Regions from separate parts of the Hordeum vulgare genome. Here region 2 is linked to region 1. A link is a contact called in public Hi-C data. All regions are on one chromosome and are shown on one strand. Each heading gives the region's core, a stretch centred on a gene start, on an enhancer-like site or on the middle of the called end of the contact. The rest is flanking DNA. Distances are from core to core; before and after follow the strand shown. Region 1 has its middle 410 kb from the start of LOC123401392. Region 2 holds the start of LOC123401392.

The links. Hi-C and Micro-C count contacts between places; a contact is called where the count stands out from the background.
Region 2: a Hi-C map of leaf shows a contact between it and region 1, with 4 times the contacts expected there. The contact joins the promoter of LOC123401392 here to the enhancer-like site in region 1. A contact is called at or near these places in 2 of 6 Hi-C or Micro-C datasets (leaf and seedling) and 1 of 1 datasets of contacts at active chromatin or transcription factors (embryo).

What each region holds. Positions count from the first base shown.
Region 1 is chr6H:382,178,233-382,184,852 of MorexV3_pseudomolecules_assembly, reverse strand. No RefSeq gene overlaps it. Among protein-coding and RNA genes, the nearest start is that of LOC123401392, 410 kb to the left of the region's middle. Within about 2 kb of position 3,067, at least 3 of the 3 cell types and tissues checked have open chromatin away from gene starts, as enhancers often do. A contact at or near this core is called in leaf and seedling, where this site is marked.
Region 2 is chr6H:382,588,478-382,594,838 of MorexV3_pseudomolecules_assembly, reverse strand. It overlaps LOC123401392, which reads right to left and starts at 2,171. Exons shown (of 5, transcript XM_045095179.1): 1 at 1,753-2,171; 2 at 638-782. The coding sequence starts at 2,013.

The DNA.
Region 1 (6,620 bases), core at 1,818-4,317:
CACGGGCATGGCTTTCCGAAAGATTTATCCCTCCAGGTGTACTCGAACTAGTCCATGACAAACTGCCACAAGCTGCTCTGGAGAGAAAACCTCAAACTCGAGATAGCCCGAAGTATCACCGATGTCCGAGTGCACAAGACATTCGCTAAAAATAAGACAAATCCAGCAAGACAGCCCTTCAGGCTAGATCCCAACAGGAGCTGCGGGTATCTCTTTCTCAGGGCACTACCAAATGGGCAAGACGTCGGGTTGGCTGAAACCCCGGGTGACCAAGGGGCACCGGACATCGTGTGGTTTGGACCAACACTCATGAGGAGCACTGGCCCGGGTTGTTGATTAAGGTCCACAAGGTAGCTATTCCCTATGCATTTAATTGAGTTGTTTAGCAAATGTAGTACCCATGTTGGGCCTTGCTGGAAGAGCCTTAACTCAAAGCGAATTGTCAGGGAGTCCCCATAACAACCCCAAGCGTGTTAGGAGCGCTCAATAAGGAACATAACACCCGTAGCCAGAACTAAGGCGGCAAAAGCGGAATAAAACACCCAACAAAAGTCCAAGCATTCCGCCTTTACCAAGTATATAGGTGCATTTAATTAAATAGCGGTAGTAAGATGATATTCGAAAGCCCATGTAAACACATGGATCAACCTGCACCTGCAACTAGCAATGCTATAAGAGTGTTGAGCAGCGGTATGTCAGCCAAACAATATTTGCTAGGTAGTGGAGGGGTTAGAGGATTTCATGGCAATGTTTGGAGGCTTATTTTAAGCTGGTAGGCAGCGATAAAATAGCGATGGAAATGATTCATCTAAGCACAACAAAATTAGAGACTTTATCAAGGTCACAATTATCTTGCATGTTGGTTCCTCTAACGGGTACAACTCTTGCTCTTCAGGAACGTACTCAGCGTGATCACTACAATCGTTCTCAGCTCCCGTTGCTACCCAAGGAAAATACACATCCAATGAACACACGACAATGTGCAATGCTTCAAACAAAATGATGCATGAGTGTGGGTACGAAAGGAGCATGGAAATGCTAACTAGTCAAGTTTCTCATGCATTATTAAGTTAGTAGCATTCTAGACAGAACCTCAAGTTTATTTAATTGGACATGCATGAACATGGTAGAAATGGATGCATCACGATAAAATAGTGCAAAACATATAACAAACGTGGCAAACGGAACTACGGATCTCTTGGAAATCACAAAACAAGATACGAAAGGCAACAATGACTAAACATCATTTGAGAGGGAGCTATGGGCATTTTCTTGGCATTCCAGGTATGCCAATGGACACGGCACAAAATTCTATGTGCAATAGACCTAAAATAGATGCAAAAAAAACAAAGTGGAACTCACACAATGCACAAAACAAAGCAACAACCAATCTGTCCACTAACAGCAATATACCACTTTGATCATGAGCAAACTAGTAGGTACATCTACTCAATGGGTTCAACCAAGACATTTACATGGATCTATCAAGTAGCACAACAATACATAACCAACAACAACATTGATAGGTTCATGAAGTAATGGCAATCAAGCTCTCAACATGGCAAGAAATAATACATATTAGGACTTAGTGAAAATCTCAGTTTGCACTTGCAGTTTTTAATCTGGTGACATGTTGACAACAACGAAACACTATTCTACAACATGTTACATGGCATGAAATTTAACAGGGCGATAGAGGGCAACATTTTCTTAGCAACTTACAGCAAGAAACCAACTAAACTACAAGCTTATCATGGCAAAGAAAAATACCAGGGCCTAGTGCCCACAAAACACTACCACTTTCATGTTGACAAGTTCACAATATCATGCAAGAATTAAATCATACAAAAATCACAAAATGCCACCTCATCACAAAATAACATTTTTGCAAACTTGCTCAAATGACAGAAACAATGCCACCATTGGACTTACCGGAAAATTCTACCCCAATTTCATATATCACACTCGTATGATTCTATAGGAAAATCACACACAGAACTAAAATAAAAAATTCACATACTAGTTACAATAAGTTATATACCAATTTTGGCATATTCCAAATTTGGCCATTGCCAGATCTGGCACTTTGCCTATTTGGAAATGAATCAAAATGCAACTAACAACAAAGGAAAAAACATCACAAAATAAATCAAGCATGGTCGGCCCCACGTGGCATAGTCACTAGGGGCCTCTAGGGATTACATGTGGTCTCACGGCCCACTATGAGATCTACCATTAACAGAGAATAAAATGGGATTTATTTGCCGCAAGGGGGGGTGGGATTGAACCTGCATCTGCTTGGGTGGAGGCACATGGCGCAACCAGCAGGCTAGGTGGGGGTGTTTGTCTACAAGGGAGACTCGCCACTTTTAAACCAACAATATGTTGGTTCCTCCTCTGCTGCGGTAGAGGCGACGGTGACTGCGCTGACGGCAACAGTGGCATGTTCTCTAGCGAGGGGAACCACCGGAGGGGGCTATGGAATAGGAGCGGAACTCGTCCCCATGGCTACAAGGCACCTAGGCGGCCTACTGCGAGGGCTCAAGCACAAGGTTCCGCTCGGCTCGGGAATGATAGCTACTGCGGCTACGGCGGCAAGCTGGGTGCAGCGCAGTGACAGCAAGCCGGACCAGGAGGAGCGGCGGGGCGGCGACATCGAGGCCAATGATGGGGACGTGATCCACCCCTCCTAGCACCGGGAACGGGTCGACGAAGACGCCGACATGCTGCAGGACATGGTGGACATCGAATGGGGAGCCACTGGAGGCGATCGACGATGATGGAGATAGTCGGCACTCCTCTGCTTCTTCTATGAACCTGTACGCTCTTTGCTCTTTGCTCATGGGAATGCCATCAGGACGAGAAGAAGGATCGAGGGAGGAGTGGTGGCGACATGAGGGAAAGATGGGGAACCCTAGGGACACGGGCCAGCAAAATAGGGGGGCACTCACGTTGTCCTTGGCGCCCGTGCACGCTCACGGCGCCGCTCTCCCTCGCTGACACGGGAGGAAGGCGACAGTGTCAGGGAGAGAGGCAGGTGGCTGTTTGCACGCTAGGATGGGCTTCACTGGGCCGCTGGCTGCAGTGCGGCTCGGCTGCTGGCTGCTGGTTGCTGCTGGGCCACGAGGGAGAAAGAGAAAAGGCCCAGGAGAGAGGAAATCTCTCATAGAAAAGAAATAAAGGGTTTCACTTTATTTATAAAACAGTAGCAAAGGGAAATTATACCAGTGATTTTAAGGACTTGAGAGGCAACTAAAATATGTCGGTACTCAAAAAATAAGCACTATTTAACAAAAATGGTTGGGCATTTTTAGGAGAAGAAAATAGATGGTGAAAATAATTGCAAAAGAGGTTGCTTTTGCAAAAACCACCACATAAGGAACAAACCACAAATTACCAAGTGTAGTCTAAAAATAGTTGCTGAATATATGGGAGCTATGGAACATTTTTAATAAGTGAATTGAGAAAGTTGCAAACCATACATAACTCAAATGAAATAAGAGGGGGTTTGGCATAGTTTTGAAGAAAGGGAGTTTGCATGGTTTGAAAAGGAGTTGCAATGGACCCACTCACCACTTGCAAGCACCCTTCACACACAAATTCTCACATAGCATTTCAACCAACATGATGGAACAAAATGATATGATGATTATGATGCCATGATGCAAGATGTCATGAAGCAAAACTTATTATTACTCAACCACATATGGCATAGTTGGAAGGTTCAACATGAGATATAATACAAATAAGGCAAGGGGTGCACTTGGCTTGTTACATATTATTAGAGAAGAAAGCCAGCACGAGGAATGCTTAACTTTTTTCGTTCCTGATTCATGCCCTTTTCTATGTCTCATGTCTGCTCACATGTGAGAGCAAATGAAGATGAAGATTCTTCTACTCCACCTCTCAAGAATAGTTTTGACAACGAGCAGACAACTGAACAAACCATCTTCTCTCAATATATTGATCACATCAACGTAAAAAGAAAAGACAAAGCTCCAATAGTTGAGTCTAGGGTAAGAATGAGTGAGAGATTGCAATATTTAAATAAAGGATATAAAAAAGGCCTTGCTAAGATGGAAACTGTTTGGCCAGCGCTTCTAAACCTCCTGATTGCTCTGTTCAAGAGATAAAAAATTTGTCTTTCTCTCTGTGCAAGGTTGATCCCAAGATCTGCAATGTTGAAAATCTTCTCAAGGAGAATGTTAAAAAGGGAGCAAAGCAGTCAGCATGGAAGGATTAGTGATACCTCTTCCCGAGATGGAAAACTTCATTAGGAAAAAACTTTTGCATGACACTCTGGGCTATCTGGATGTGTTGCAGTGTAAAACTTTTGTAATATCTGCATCAACCTCTCTGTATCCTCAATTGACTTTATGGATTAAGTGGTTATGTAGTATGCTGAAACTTCGAAACAAATACTTTTGTCTGCAACTCCTTGTATTTATCCCTCTACTGGTTAAATGAATAAATCTTCGAATATTTTAAGTTGGAATGTAAGGGGTATTAATTCTAGTGAAAACTGGTTTGAAATTTCAAACAAAATTGAAGAGCCAGGATGTTCAGTTATTTTTTTGTAGGAAACCAAAAGAGAACTCTCGTGGAATTTTATTATTTGTTCAATTATTTGTTTGCCCTTTGCAAGAAACCAAAATTTCAAACTAAAAGCCTCTTGGAATATTATTGTTGAGGATTTCTACCATCTAACTAATGACTTATATGAAGGCAACATAGCTCTGCAAAGCATGAATCTATAATTCATCACCCTGATACCCAAGAAATACAATTCAATCAGAGCAAATGATCTGAGACCAATCTCACTTCTCGACTATACTATCAAAATTATTACCAAGTTGCTTGCAAACAGGCTTCAAATGGTGATTCTAAAACTGGTGTAAAATAATCAATATGTCTTCTCAAAAACAGAATTATTCAACATTATTTAGGCTAGGCATTTCAATATATTCATCAATGTCAACAATCCAAGAAACCTACTATGATCATAAAGCATGACTCTGAAAAGTCTTTTGATCTAATTGATCACAAAACATTCTTAGCAATTCTAAAAGCAAGAGGCTTTGGACACAGATGGATCATTTGGGTAAACATGATCCTCACCTCTAGAACATCCTCAGTACTTCTTAATGGAGTGCCTGGTAAAGTGTTTCACTTCAAACAAGGGGTCAGGCAGGGAGACCTTTTTCCCCATTGTTAGTTGTACTGGCACCTGATCTTTTGCAATCCATCTTAAATGAAGTAATAAAAAAATCGCATTCAATCTCCAATTGAGTGTCAGGCATGCTCAAACTTCCCCGTTATTCAATATGTTGATGACACCATCCTGGTGTTACTTGCAGATGCCACACAGATTCCCATAGAAAACCCTTCTCATGCATTACCCTGAATTCACTGGTTTAAAGGTTTACTTTGAGAAATCCTTCATGCTACCAATAAATGTGCAGGCCCATGAAATTCCCAGCCTTCTCAACATCCTAGGTTGCAAACAGGGATAGTTATCTTTCACTTATCTAGGCCTCCCAATGGGTACATCTAAGCCAAAAATAGAGGATTTCAGCCCTATGTTGCAAAAATTGAAAGAAGATTCTGAGGTTGCTCCACCATGATATCATATGATGGTAGACTAGTCCTAATAAAGTGTATATTTGCTTCTGTGCCAATATTTTCATGAGCCCCTTGGATCATCCAGTTGGTGTCATTGATCAGACTAACAAATGTTTAAAGAACTTATGGAGAAAAATTGGCATGGAAGATTGTGATGCCCCCAACTTAATCATACACGCAAATGCCTACGACCAAGATTGGGGACTCACATGAACATATCACAACACAACTCTAGGCACAAATTAAAGTCATACAAGCTTCATATTACAAGCTAGGGGCCTCGAAGGCTTGAATACATAAGCTCGAATACAAAGGAGTCAGCGAAAGCGAATAATATCTGAGTACACACATAAGTAAACAAGTTTTTGCTTAAGAAGGCTAGCACAAATATATCATCGGATCGGAAAGGCAAGGACCCCTTCCTGGGAGATTCCTAACTACACCTGGTTGTGAGCGGCCTCCACATAGTAGTAGGCTCTGTCAGGGAAGTAGTACTCGTCGACGGGATCAACCACCTCCTTTGCTCCGTCATCTCGTTGCGACAATTGTATCAATAGGGAAAATGGGGAGCAAAGCAAAGGTTAGTACTCATCCAAAGTACTCGCAAGACTTATATCAAAACTATGCTATGTATGCATCAATATCAAAGGAATGGGGTTGAATCTTTGTACTGACCGCAGAAATTCTGGAATAGAGGGAAGGCATAGTCCTATTGAAGACTAGCATCTTCAGTATCTTGCAGCATTAGAAGAGTGTAGATTAGCATAAGTAAAATGATGCAAGTTTATTAAGTAATGCCCAACTATCCTTTCTCGACTCCCTGCGAGAAAGCAATCTCGGAGCCAACATTTCAGTTTAAGTCACACTTCTAGTTGTATTAGATCGGGATACAACTCTGAGCGCCCGCTATAGTGGACACACATATTCGAATAGATATACTTACCTCTAGGGGTGCACAAATTTACCCAACACACTTGATTAAATCGGACCGGGCACAC
Region 2 (6,361 bases), core at 922-3,421, 410 kb before region 1:
AGCATTCCAGCTAAAATGAAAGTTTGTATTATAAAGCATAAAATTCTGTAACACAAGCTACATATTACAACCTCTGAAGTCAAACCCCACAGCAATCTTTTTGCTAGAAGCATAAACATTTTAGGGAAGATAGGTAAAACTAAAGGAAATCTATCTCCTCTGATAAGATCGCACACAAGTGAAAGTAAAAAGACTTGAGTGAGTCAAACTAGAAGCACCACAAGTAAAATATGTGCAAAGAAGTGAAAATGCTATGTGTGCAAGTGCATACATATATTGTAAACTGTTTCGTATTGCATACTTATCAGAAATTAGAAGAATGGAAATTGGTTTAATCTTTTCAATTCAAGCCAGAAACTTAAAAATACAGTTCACACCAGCATATGTGGACTAGTACAATAGTGTGCCAGATAACAACATACTGTTGATCTGCAGAAGAAAAAAAACATAGTGCCCCATACTTCACAATATTAAAGCCAAAGATATAGTTACAGAAGTCACATTCGACACGCATATAAACATGACGGGATGACAGCACCAATGCAGGACTCACTAAGAATGGTTAAAAAATTGCAGAAATAGTTCAAATATGTGGACCACTAATTATGAATTCAGACAGTGGTTTCAAGATACTTACGCATCCTTGTGAAGTTTACAACTGCTGAATATACCACAGACGATATGGCAGGCAAAACAAATATAGGCAGCACTCGAATTGCCCTCATTTGCCAAGTGAGATCTTCGTCTCTTGTCATCATGATGGCATAACCAACAGCCACAGCCTGAGAATAGGACCAACTATTAAGAAGGCACAGATTGCTTGCTGGATACTTAGTACAAAAATAGCCATTACTGGTCTAATATAAATGTAACCCATAGAAGTGCAGAACTCAACAATTCACATAACTAGAGGATCGCAGAGGCAAGCTGTGAATCCCCAAACAGACTCTCACCACAGCATAAGAGGAAACCAGTGTTTCCTTTTCGGCAGATACTCAAAAAATAAACCCTCTCGGCAATCCTACTTAGTGTTGTTCTAATGATACCTCAAATACACCAAACTGCAACTAGATTATAAAATATTGTTCCTGGAAATACACAAATTGCGCAACATTGGTTTCTTATGCATTGACAATCTAAACATATAATTCAACATACATCAATTTCTACTTTGAAAACAGTAGCACACAACTGAACATTTTGGGCAGGCGTACACAGTAATAACTCCAAAAGGAAAGGAATCCACAAACAGCATTGACTTGTGAACATGAATATCTGACAGAACAATCATAGCGAAAATCTGTGCATCTCTTCCCAGTAAGAAGATCTACTCTAGAATCTATGAACCAGAAACGCAGTGTATCCGCCCATGTGGCCAACTGGCCATGTCTAATCAGCATGGATGATCCCGAACTTTCAAAGCACTCTGTCTACTTCGTTCCAACAAAGCTGGTTCGCTTTTAACCTCCGGGGAAAATATAACACCCCAATCGCATGTTCACAACCTCGCACACGACCGCGTACGCGCACGCACAGAAGCACGGAAAGAAAAAAGAAAAACTCCGAAAGTTCGACTGAGAAAACATTGAGGCAGCCAAATCTCCGAGCGTGAACAAATGGAATCACCGCGAATCCAAACCTAGGCGCACCCACGGCCGCTAGAGCAGACCATGATCATCTCAGATATGACATCCACACGCGTAGTAAATTGGAGAAGGAACAAAGAGCGGGATGGTTAGGGGATTTGGCGACCTCGGCGAGGACGGAGAGGACGATGATGTTGCGGACGGTGCGGCGGGAGAACTGGGTCCGGCGGCGCATCCGCGCGTGCACGGCGGCCTCCTCCTTGGACAGGTACTGCAGGCGCTTCTCGTAGTCCTCGCGGCCGCCGAAGATCCCGCGCCACATCCTCCCCAGCACCCCTCCTCCCGCCTTCTTCTTCTCCCCCTCCTCCTTCCCCTTGCCCTTGGCCTCGACCGGCTCGCCTGCTCCGTCCGCCGGCGTGGAAGCCATTGCCGGGGCTCGCGGATCTGCGCGCAGCGGGATCCGATAGGGAGGGTGGTGGTGGGACGCCACGCGACGGTGGCCTGGCCTCCGCGCTGCCTCCTTGCTGGCTCTCTCTCTCGAGAACTCCCAGCACTACTTTTTGGTGATTCGGCGTCCAGGTGGGGTGGGGTGGGGTGGGGAAATGAGGACGATGGATGGAACGCACGCGTCCAACCACACAAGCAGTAGAACGAAGTCGTACCGTGCCGTATGCCCGTTACGCGTTCGTCCGGGCCTGGGAAACCGACGGTTCGGATCGACTACAACCACACCACGAAAGCACCCAATTCCTCAGCGATCGGGAAGCAAAGTTTTGCATCTTTCTTTCGGTGGCTTGGCAAAGAGGCAGGGGAATGCTCGTCTGCCTTGGGTTCGGGGGCACGAGCGAGTCAAACACGCACGGCAAGCAGCCGGTCACCTGCTCCGATCTACGGGCGCCGGACTGGGATTTGGAGGCTTTCCGCACCGCACGCGTCGTCCATCATGCCTCCATGTGTGCCCCATCGATGTTTCCGGCGCATTAAAAAAACAGCCGCTGACTGCTCGGAGATCCAACTGGCACTACACCACGATCCGTGTGCGAGTAGAGTTTCTACACATGTTTAGTTGTTGGACATCTCATTCAGTTACATGAAAGAAAAAAAATCTTGGGTTATTCATTTATGATGGCCTAAACGTCATTTTCATTTGGAGGTACGTGGCAGCTTTGAAAGACTCGCGAAACTGCATTAGGGCAGCAAAAAAATGCTATGGGCAGAAAAGGGAAGGCTTTAGATCATCTAAGATTTTTCTGCTGTAGCAGATGATGTAAAAATTGGTGCCTTGAAATTTTCAACTAGACCATCGCATATTCTAATATTTCCAAACTAAAGAATGTTTAAATCGGAAAAAGACTAAAGAATGTTTGATAATTGAGCGTAGCTCTGATGGTTATGTTAGTTTAATGAAACCAGCTCATACTTGTAATCTACGTTGAATTTCGTAAAAAGGAACGGGTAATTGCAGTATAATGTGAGTAATTTTTTTTCCTCAGTTATGAAATCAAGGTTTATATCGAATCAATAAAAATATCAACCACAACCGTCTTCAACGGTTGCACACAAAAGAAAACAACCAACTTAAACCCAACGCGGTTAAGAGGGTTGTCAATCCCCTTGGTCTCGTTATTTGCAAGCAAGTGAGGTGTCTAGATAATTGTAAATTGCAAAATAAAATAAAAACAAGTAAATAGCAACAAGGTATTGAAGGTTTTGTAAATATATGTGAATAAATCTGAGGGACGTTATTTTTCCTAATGGCATCTCTCATGAAAACAACATACGATGGGTAAACAAATTACTGTTGGGCAATTGATAGAAAAGCGGATAGTTATGCGATATTCACGGTAATGATCATGTGTATATAGGCACCACGTTCATAAACAAACAAGTCGACTCCTGCGTGCACCTATTACTATTCTCCACTCATCGGCCGCTATCCATCATGCATCTAGAGTATTAAGAAAAATAAAGTAATGCATGGAGAACGATGACTTGATGTAGACAAATCAAACTCAAGCAATATAAATAAACCCCATTGTGTTATCCTTAGTAGCAGCAACACAAAGACGCGGCTTGTCCCTTCTGTGAATGGGATATAGAAATTCGTCAGGTTGAACCTACTACAACGCACCTCTCTCGTCGAAGAAATATCAATCTAGTTTGCCAAACTATTTTAATAGATCGGAGAGAATTACGAAGCTATCATAGGCATGCACATCAGAGTCATATTAGTATTGAGAGAAGACTCAAATATTTATCATGAATAATCTAAACATAAACCCATAATTTATCGGATCCCAACAAACGCACCACACAAAAGGATTACACCATATGGATCAAAGCGAAGATGCGATGATCATTGTATTGAAGATCAAGAGAGGGAGAGATTGACATCTATGTACTAGTTATGGACCCGTAGGTCTGTGGTGAACTACTCACACATCATCATGAAGGCAACAAGGTTGATGAAGAGGTCGTCCGTGATCGATCCCCCCTCCGACAAGGTTCCAAAACGGAGCTCCAGATGACCTCCTGTTGGAACAGAGACTTGTGGCGCCGTAAAAAGTGTTTCGAGGCTGCTTCTAGGGTTTTTTAGGATATATGAGAATTCATAAACCAGAAAACAGAGTCGGGAGGGCCTCGAGGGGCCCACAAGCCATGAGGGCGCTCCCCCCCCGGTCGCCTCGTGTTGGCTTGTGGGGCCATCGGGTGGCCTCCAACCTTCTTCTGATGCTCGTTGGTCTTCTTTTGGTCCAGAAAAAATCTTTAAAAAGTTTTAGGTCAATTGGACTTTGTTTGGTATTGAAAACCTGAAAAGTGAAGAACATGCACAAAACAACAATTGGCACTGGACACTGGATCAATAGGCTAGTGCTCAGAAATAATATAAATTGGTAAATAAATACCCAAAAAGTATTCTGGAATGATAATATACCAGCATGGAACAATCAAAAAATATAGATATGTTGGAGAAGTATCAAGCATCCCCAAGCATAATTTCCGCTCGTCCTCGAGTAGGTAACTGATAAAAACATAACTTTTTATGTGACATGCTACCCATTATGTAACCTTATGCATGTATGCTAATTGAGAAACGGTGAATTAACAAACAATAACATAGCAATACTTATAAGTATAAGCAGCAAAATCATTAATCTTTTAAAGTATACGATCCTCCGAGATTGTTTTGCCCCTATTCATCTTATTATATTAGCAAGGCATGGCTTCATCTTCACCACATTAGTACAAATATCAAGCACCACGGTGCCCAAGTTAGGCAATTGGATCGTAATTTTTCAATGTGCATCAACTTTTTTATTTTTCACGCAATACACGAGCGTGAACCATTGGACATAGGATATAGGTAGAATAGAATATGGTGGTAGGTATCAAAGGGGTGAAAGGTGGAGAATATAGTCTCACGTCAACTATGCGTAATAACGGTCTATGGAGATGCTCGTCGATAGATATCGATGCAAGGAGTAGGGATTGCCATGCAAATGATGCGCTAGAGCTATAAGTGTATGAAAGCTCAACTGAAGCTAAGTGAGGTGTGCATCCAACTTGCTTGCTCATGAAGACCTCAGGAATTTGAGAAAGCCCGTCATCGGAATATACAAGCCAAGTTTATTAAAAGTGATTCCCACAAGCATATGAATGATATAACATGAGACTCTCTATATGAAGAACAAGGTGCCACTTCGAGGCACAAGTGTGGTAAAGGATAGTAGCAAAGTCTCTTCTCTCTTTTTCTATCGTTCATTTTTTATGGTGGGCTTATTTAGCCTCCCACATTTTTATTTCCTCACTCGGAGAATGCTCTAATAATGGTGATCATCACACTTTTATTTACTTACAACTCGATATGAAAATTGAGAGGACTGAATGACTCTGTATGAACGCCTCTAGCACTGTGAGTGGCGGAGGTAGAGGGTGGCCAGGGTGGGCCATGGACCATCCTGAGATTTGAAAATAGGTTATATATCACAGAAGAAAGGCTAAGAAAATAATGGTAAATAAATAAATGTATATGTACAATATTAGTGCTGGCCTATCCTGAGATTTTAAAATAGTATCTATATCGCAGAAGTAAGGCTAAGAAAATAATAATAAATAAATAAATGTATATGTACAATATTAGTGTTGGCCCACCCTGACCAAGTGGGCTAGGTCCACCACTGGGCACTGTACCAGGATGTGCAAAGATCTAGCTTGACATGTATCAAAAATATGATGAACGCTGGTTTTGCCACAACTACTGTGTCAGCTCTATATGATCATGCAAAGCATTATGATGATGAACAAACTAGTCATGTGAAGTGACAATGGAATTTACATGGCAATATATCTCGGAATGGCTATGAAAATGTCATGATAGGTAGGTACGGTGATTGTTTTGAGGAAAATATAAGAAGACTTATGTGCAATAGAGCGTGTCATGTCACGAGGTTTGGATGCACCGGCGAAAGTTACACCGATCCTCGAGGTGAGAATTGGCAATGCACGATACCGAAGAGGCTAGCAAATATGAGGAGGTGAGAGTGTGTATGTCTATGGTGTTGAAAAGACCTCGATGACGTCTAGAGGGGGGGGTGAATAGGCTATTTAAAAACTTCTTCGGATTTGGCTTGAAACTAATGCGGAAATAAACTAAGAGAGTACTTGTCAAGCACAAATCCTAGATGCACTAGGCACTACAACGTGTATCAACAACACGATCTACCAAGATGGACACAATACAGTTACTAACAGGCACAAGTTACACAAACTTACTT